Linked DNA regions of Xenopus laevis: region 1 is linked to region 2. Evidence: chromatin contacts called from public Hi-C data. All regions are on one chromosome and are shown on one strand. The core of a region is the stretch at or near the end of the contact, and the rest is flanking DNA. Distances in the headings are between cores, read along the strand shown.

Region 1 (4,319 bases), core at 1,162-3,661, 190 kb before region 2:
AATATCCTTCTACTGTGCGTGCGTCTACCCTGGGAAATTTGAAGAAAGAAGAAGGAAGCCAATTGCTACGTGGTGCTCGCTGGAAGAACCCCCAGACCGGTGCAGTTTTCTCCTGATAGGAGCACCTGCCACAGGGGTGAGGTACATATATATAATCACTTGGTGGTGCCTAACTTTTGGCACCCCCAATTAAATATACCTTTCCTTTAAAGGGATGGTTCACCTTTAAGTTAACTTTTAGTTATAGAATGACCCATTCTAAGCCCTTTTTTTTTTAGACAATCATTTTAAAACAACCATTCTAAGCCCTTTTTGAACACAATCACTTTCAGGGGCTCAAAAGCAATTGGACAAATTTAAAAACTGAAAATAAAATGTTCATTTCTAATACTTGGCTGAAAAACCTTTGTTGGCAATGACAGCCTGAAGTCTTGAACTCATGGACATCACCAGATTCTGGGTTTCCTCTTTAATAACTTCTCTGCCAGGCCTTTACTGCAGCGGCTTTCTGTTTGTTTGTGGGTTTTTCTGTTCGAAGTTTAGTCTTCAACAAGTGAAATGCAGCTCAATTGGGTTCAGATCAGGTTACTGACTTGGCACATTCAAGAATATTCGACTTCTTTACTTTAATAAACTCCTGAGTTGCTTTGGCTGTATGTTTTGGGTCATTATGAAATGCCTCCCAATCAATTGGACTGGATTTAGCTGGATTTGAGCAGACAGTATGTCTCTGAACACATCAGAATTAATTCGGCTGCTTCTGTCCTGTGTCACATCATGGATAAACACTAGTGTCCCAGTGCCACTGGCAGCCATGCACGCCCAAGCCATCACACTGCCTCCGCCATGTTTTATAGATGATGTGGTATGCTTTGGATCATGAGCAGTTCCACGCCTTCTCCATACTTTTTTCTTGTCATCATTCTGGTAGAAGTCTATCTTGTCTCTGTCCAAAGAATGTTTTTCCAGAACTGTGTTGGCTTTTTTAGATGTGTTTTAGCAAAGTCCAATCTAGCCTTTGAATTCTTGATACTTATGAGTATGCAGTGCACCCTCTGTATTTACTTTCATGCAGTCTTCTCTTTATGGTAGACTTGGATATCGATACACCTACCTCCTGGAGAGTGTTGTTCACTTGTTTGGCTGTTGTGAAGGGGTTTCTCTTCACCATGGAAATGATTCTGCGATCATCCACCACTGAATCTTCCGTGGACGTCGAGTGCTTTCTTACTTTCTCAGGATTTACCAAACTAGATATTGCCACTCCTAAAATTGTAGCAATTTCTCGGATGAGTTTTTCTGTTTATGCAGCTTAAGGATGGCTTGTTTCACCTGCATGGAGAGTTTCTTTGACCGCATGTTGTCTAAAATCTTCCACATACAAGCCCTCCCCTTCAAATTTACTGCAGGGCTTTTATCTGCTTCATTGATAATGACATAACAAATGGATTGCCCACACCTGCCCATGAAATAGCCTTTGAGTCAATTGTCCAATTGAAATGAAGTGATTGTGTTAAAAGAAGGCTTTAGTTTCTCACATTTTTGTGCAATCTTTTTGTTCAACCCACTGAATTAAAGCTGAAAGTCTGCAGTTCAACTGCATCTGAGTTGTTTCATTTAAAATTCATTGTGGTAATGTACAGAACCAAAATTAGAAAAAAGTTGTCTCTGTCCAAAGATTTATGGACCTAACTGTATGTATAGAAACTATTTTTATGTGGGTTTTTCATTGTGCACAAAAAAAGGGAATAGTTAGGAAATATGTATAATGTGCAGTACATTTCACCTACTTCCTAACTATACAGTAATGTACTACCACTGGGGGGCATTAAAATAGGATGTATGGAGGCTGCACAGTACTGGAGCACTTTAGGAGGAGTGAATATGCTGTGTGTACAGTGCTGAGACAAGGTATTTATATATGAATGACCATATTTACAGTATAAAGTGCTACTAGGATAAAGGATACTAGGATAAAGGACCACCATCAGGGGAGCACAGGGGGTATTGCTGTAAGGGGCGTAGTGGCAGAGGGGGAGCCTAAGAGATGTAACAGTGTAATTTGTGGGTCATAAATGGGTGGGGGTTGTGGAAGGTGGGACATATAATCTCTATAAAGAGCTGCATAAACGTGTCTGTGCTATACAATTAGCAGATAAGAACATATTTCATATAATGCATAGTTTTTAGTACTGTAACATGGAGGGCCTGAATAGAATTCAGTGATATGTAGGAATGTTGTTATGAATCTGTGACTACTTCCTGTACATCCTGTGCACTTCCTGGAATACAGCAATATCAGTGAGGACTGAGGCCTCAGACACAGCGACGTTACCCACATTTACTCTCACCTGCCCGGAAACTCCAACGGCTCTGCGTAAAGAAATTCATTCTCAGCATATTTGGATTCAAATCAGAGATCACGCTCGCTGCTGCAGAATATCCTCTTCTCACTTGAGATCACTAGATGGTGCTGCTTCTCCTAACACACTATAACCTGACTATTGCTGCCTTATACAAGCCCATCGGTTTGATTGTACAGGTATGGGACCTGTTATCTAGAATGCTCGGGACCTGTGGTTTTCCCAATAGGGGATCTTTCCGTAATTTGGATCTCCATACTTTAAGGCTACTAAAAAAAAATAATTTAAACAATATTCTTCTGTATACAGTGAAAACTCAATTTTAAGATGGGTGAATTTTTTCGCCTCGGAAATGACGCCCATATACTTGTATGGCGTTGTGCGTCATTTCGCCGCCGGCAAATTTTTGACGAAACGGGTCAAATTCGCCCATCCCTAACCTTGACTTTAAGTTTTCCCGTATTATACATTTTTTCATTTGTGGTCCCACCAATTTATAATGCATTTCCCTGATTTTAATTAATGTTTCCCCAGATTGTATGACAAAATGTTGTCCTGGTGTTCCCAAAAACTGCTTTTTTTTCTGCTATGAATGTTATTATTTGTGAAATAAATAGGTTTAAAATATTAACCAGATATATAATTTGCCATGGTTCTGCCTGTAAATGGTGAATTCCAATAAGTCTGCCCTTATACAGTCCTGCACCAATCACTTATTGCTTTAGGTTGTGTATGTGACTGACAGAGAGTCTTGCACATGCCACCCTTGTTATTAACACAGTAAATATTGTATCTCAAAGTAAAACAGACTCATTTGCTTATATCCTTTCAGTACTTGAAGAAAACGTTACTTTAACACATTTCTGATTTTACATTTTTTCCTGGTCCCCTGAAAAACATAAAATGGGGTTCTACTGTATATCTCATCACAGATAACCCACTAATTGTTATAAACAATTGCATTACATAATGTTTTTATCTAATTATAACAGTGCAAATATACAGGTATGGGACCTGTTATCCAGAATGCTCGGGACCTGGGGTTTTCTGGATAACGGATCTTTGCGTAATTTGGGTCTTCATGCCTTAAGTCTACTAGAAATGTGTTTAAACATGAAATAAACCCAATAGGCTGGTTTTGCTTCCAATAAGGATTAATTATATCTTAGTTGGGATCAAGTACAAGGTACTGTTTTATTATTAAAAAATTTGGATTATTTGAATAAAATGGAGTCTATGGGAGATGAGCTTTGTGTAATTCAGAGCTTTCTGGATAACGGATCCAATACCTCTACAGCATTACATTTTTATTTCCTATATTATTTAGTATTTTTTTTAGTAAAGTATACCTTGTATAATTGTATTTGTACCATTAAACTTTGCCCTATTTATAGAACTTCATTTTATGGGGGAGATTTCACACTATGTGGGCACATGCCACAAAATGATCTGATATCCATGGACATTAAGCAGTTTGGACCCATTACTTGTGCCTGGGTTTGACAGATGGATTTACTATGGGTTGTGCAGGCCCTTTGTATTCAAGGTTTGCTTCTATCCCAATGCACATTTTGATGTGGGGGATTGGCTGGCCAAGTTTTCCAGGTTGGATGGTCCATTCTGCTGTGCACAAGAGTTTGATCATTAAAAATACTTGTTTTTCTGCCTTCCGCTCACATAATTATCATAGAACAGCAGATTATAAAGTCATGTAACAGTTGTTCTTTTCTTACTAATAAACCTTTCTTTTTAATGTGCACCGTTGGAGTCCATACAGCCCTGACATTCTAGAAGAATATTGTTCATTACTGCCATCCCAGTGCATTGATTGATAGCTCTGCTGCCAGGTCTTTGACAGATCCAGAGCAGCCCCTGCAAATCTGGCTCTTCAGCAATTCCCACCTGAGGAAGGCAAGTGCTGAAAAGTAGGCTACGAAACCAAGAGAAATGGTCAAT
Region 2 (4,467 bases), core at 427-2,926:
TCAGGTGGCTTAAAAACTGCCGAAAATAACTGCATGTACAAGAAACAGAAACAACAGATGAAACATGTATCTAACGTATAATAGGCATCATAGAAAAGAATGGTTTATTCCCTAGGCTTCTTTTTTATTCTTAGGAAATTGCTGTTCTTTACTCCATCCCCTGATAAAAGCGCCTCACATGCTGCTAAAGCGCAATGACGGGGAAGAAAACCCCCTATTATAAACAGTATAGACATAAGGACTTAATAGTGCTGCCCACCTAATGTACAATATGTCCTAACTGCAAGATGCCATCCAGCATTACTCATGCTACCCACCAGCGAGAGAGAAAGAAACAGCATCTTCCATGGTGTAAAAATAGGACACATCTCCAGCAACAGCCAGGTTGGCAAAATGGCAGTTTTTAGCTACCCTCACATTCCTGCACAATACAATAGAAATGCCTCTAAACTAAAAGCTTGTTGATATAAAGCAGTCAGATCAATAGAAATTATTAGTGAAGCCCCGTCTACCTTACCTATGGTATAGATGAATGGGGAGGGATGGTCTGAGGGAGACTAAGCCTTGTGCTCGCTATTAAATGCCAGTGTGTTTCAGATACAGCTGATAAGAAGGGCAGGGATACATAGGCAGCAGTGATTAGCATGGCAGCTTCATGATCTGATAGAGAATATGCAGAGGGATGCTCCCAGGTGCTCTGACTGCAGTAATACAGGGAAGGTAGAACTGGGGTTGGCAAGCTAGGGTGCAGGTTGGAGAATGAGGGGTCAATAGGCTTGGGTGCAGCTTGGAGAATGAGGGGTCAATAGGCTTGGGTGCAGCTTGGAGGATGGGGTGTCAATAGGCTTGGGTGCAGCTTGGAGAATGAGGGGTCAATAGGCTTGGGTGCAGCTTGGAGGATGAGGGGTCAATAGGCTTGGGTGCAGCTTGGAGGATGAGGGGTCAATAGGCTTGGGTGCAGCTTGGAGGATGAGGGGTCAATAGGCTTGGGTGCAGCTTGGAGGATGAGGGGTCAATAGGCTTGGTTGCAGCTTGGAGGATGAGGGGTCAATAGGCTTGGGTGAAGAGATAGTGTGTTTATAGGTTAGTGACCGGTGCTGCTTGTAAAGACCGGGTGTTAGTGGTCTGGGTGCTTCTCGGTGGTGGGCTCTAACAATTTTTGCAGCAATAAATAAGCAGGTGTTGGACAGGATCATTGGGGATGGAAGGGACAGGGCTGTCAGCTGATCTCTATAGACATCACCCTGTGGATGCTTTGGAAGTGCTGTTGGCTGGAGGGCTCTGCAGGAGGGCTGAGTATATATGACCAGGCTTCTGGCAATACAAGAAAGATGTGATGAGCTTCATTGGGTTCTACAGGGTGGGTGCTGATGGCAGAGCCAAGCTGCAGGGAAGAGAACAGTGGGTGAGTTGGAGAGGGGCACTGACATGCAACATGTATAGGGGGGGATCCTCAGGCCCAGGGGGCAGGGAAGCCCCACTCCTGTTGACTATACTGTCACTCACCTCCTCTCCTCCCTGCTCTGCCCGAGGATCTTCTCCCCACCTCCTCCTTCGCTTGCCTGATGCTGCTGCTGCTACTGCTGCTTTCCCTATCAGGCAGCAACTCAATACCAAAGGCAGGAGAGAAATAAAAAAACAGACCCATGCCCACTTCTGTCTTAACTCCGCCCTATCCATTGGCCCGCCCACAGTTTATGACAGCCCTCTGCACCAATACCTTCCCACTCCTTCCGCAACAGCCAGGTATCCACAGCAACAGAATGCCGGACCGCCGTGATTCCCAGCCACCAGTGATGACGCTCGCTCCGTGAGTGAACGCTTTGAGAGCCAATAGACAGGTTGGATTCTGAAGTGGTAAGGTGTGTTGCGCGTATGCGGAGAGATGGAAACAGCAGCCTTTCCCTGTCAGGCAGCAACGCAATAACAAAGGACGGAGAGATAGATAAAAAGAGAGAAGCACTGACATAATGTGTGCAGCAGCCTAGCTCTGTGTAAGGAGATGTGAGGCCACATATGACGGGAATGGATGCAGTTTGCAAACCCCGCCTCACAGCTACTTGACTGGCAGAGGGAGGAGGCGGGGCCAGAACATGTGCGCAAATTCACCAGCGTCGTTTCATTACTGCGCCGATTTACTAACGGAGGCAGGCGTAAATTCGCTAGCGAAGTGGACCTACTCTAGCGCTACTTCTCACCCTTACGCCAGACGAAGTTGTGCTCTGGCCAAACGGACGTACAGATGCAGCCACTTTGGTTTGTCTGTTTGACACAGAATAACTAAACACAGATATCCCATTTATCTCATTTAACACAGAAAACTGTGTCACAACAACCCATCTAATTAAAGCATTCACCATTGTGAACAATGGAGCTTTGGTATGCTAATGAAAAGGTTAAATGCATTAAATGAGTTAAGATGACTTAAGATAACACAGTTTCTTCAATTACCCCTGAGTCATGACGCATTTAACTCACAAATCCAAGTGGCTTCATCTGTAATTACGCTAATTCACTAAGTTGCGCATTTTACTGAACGTTACCTCTTGCGCCAGACTTGCCTTCGCCACCTCAGACCAGTAGGTAGGAGGTAGAGTAGATAGGGATTGCTTCAAAAAAAAGTTGACATTTTTACTATGTCCAAAAAAACACTGGCGTCTTTTACTTTTTTAAGGGTGATAGGCTGAAAAAGATCGTAAATTTTTTTGGGTGTACCCTCCTTCCCCCCTACATTTCCTAACATATGGCACCTAAACTATACAGTGGGCACATGTGTAGGGCAAAATAACAACTCTATTTTATCTTATGAAGATTTCTCTGGCTTGTGTAGTGTAATGTATTTGCTGCTACAATATACGTCCATTGTACTTTAACTTGGCGCTGTATGCAAATTAGGCATCGCTAGCGTAACTTCGCTTTGCTTGACAAATTAACTTCGCTACCGTTCGCCTCCCTGAGTGCAACTTTGCATTTTAGTGAATTTGTGTAGCGCTGGCGAAACTACGCCTGGCGAAGTGCGGAGAAGCTGTCGCTGGCGCAACTTCGGATCTTAGTGAATTTGCCCCTGAGTGTTCCTGACAGGTTGGGCTGAAATGTACAGCCCATCTGACTTGCCCCCTTAACACATAGCAGCCGTATAACAGCCGTATAACAGCCTGCAGCTTCATGTGAGGCAGCAAAGAGAGAGAGAGTAGCTGCTGGGTCTCCGCTCCTCCTGCTCCCTTCAGCAACAATTTAGTAAAGAGAGGAGGAGCAGCATGAACAGTCCGGTGCTTCAGCAGCCACAGAGCTCAAGAAGGGAGAGAACTGACAGAGGGAAAGCTCAGGCAGGGAGAGCTCAGGGAAGGAGAACACAGGCAGACACTGCAGCAAGCAGGGTCTTCAAACTCTCCACAGGAAAAGTGTTTTTTTCAGAGAGGTGATGAATTCACTTTAAGGTGGCCATAGATGTGCAGATTTACCTTCACATCAGACGAACGATCGTTCGGTGGCATCTCCCGACCTGCCACTAACCATTCAGATCAAATAAAGTAGTAAAAGAACAGATCAGCCAATGTTCTGCCCCTGACAGCAATCGTACGAAAGTTATGATATGATATGTTACGATATCGTCAGATCGGCAAAACATGCAGAGATATTATCGGTACTCTCCACACATGGCCTGAAAATCGTACGAAACGGAGATTCATGTGATCGGATCTTTGTGTCTATGGCCAGCTTTAGGCAGAAGCCAGACTTAAGATGGCCATAGATGTAAAGATTTTTAAAAGATCTTTTCATTATCGTGAGACCACGATTATCTCGAAACAATCGTTTAAATGTACTATTTGTCCATCAACTAAAAAGACCATTTCAAGTGATATTGCCAGGAAAACTGAGGGTAGCTGCCTGTTTGGCCCAGCAAACAAAGATTGCACTGGGACCGAATAATTTTTTTTAACCTGGCCGATCAATTCTCTGACAGATGTCGGCCGAAAATTGTAAGATGCACGATCGTTCGATTCCCACTAACCTCGGATCGGTTGGATTGCACTGAAATCGATCGTTCACCAACAAAAGATCTTTGCGTCTATGGGGACCTTTAAAGTGGGGACAGAAGGTTGCGAACTTGTGAATGTGAATAACAACCCCAGCACCCACAGGTTGCACAACTCCAGAAAAACCTAACACCTGCTTTGCCTATAATGACAATGTATATGTCAGGGTGCGTGTCACTTTAAACGCAAATGCTCCCATTGCACAGGAAACCACCCTGCTGTTTGTCGCACTAAAACATTTAACACAAACAGCAAAGGGTGGAAAAAAGACAAGAATGACAGTGAAGTTGTCAAAAATGCTGCCCTAGATGAACTTATATCCAAACAAGCTGACGGTGGAGCTAGTTATTCCAGCTTCCAGGTCCTATTTCAGTTGAATGTGTCAAACCTTCATTACTTGTCTCTGATAATCTAATTAACACCAGCAAGT

The links. Hi-C and Micro-C count contacts between places; a contact is called where the count stands out from the background.
Region 1: a Hi-C map of the XL177 cell line shows a contact between it and region 2, with 6 times the contacts expected there. A contact is called at or near these places in 2 of 4 Hi-C or Micro-C datasets (the XL177 cell line and the XTC cell line).

What each region holds. Positions count from the first base shown.
Region 1 is chr2L:41,472,248-41,476,566 of Xenopus_laevis_v10.1, reverse strand. No RefSeq gene overlaps it. Among protein-coding and RNA genes, the nearest start is that of prdx4.L, 8.9 kb to the left of the region's middle.
Region 2 is chr2L:41,276,783-41,281,249 of Xenopus_laevis_v10.1, reverse strand. cdkl5.L (cyclin-dependent kinase-like 5) reads right to left here and starts at 1,676. Exons shown (of 19, transcript XM_041581756.1): 1 at 1,507-1,676.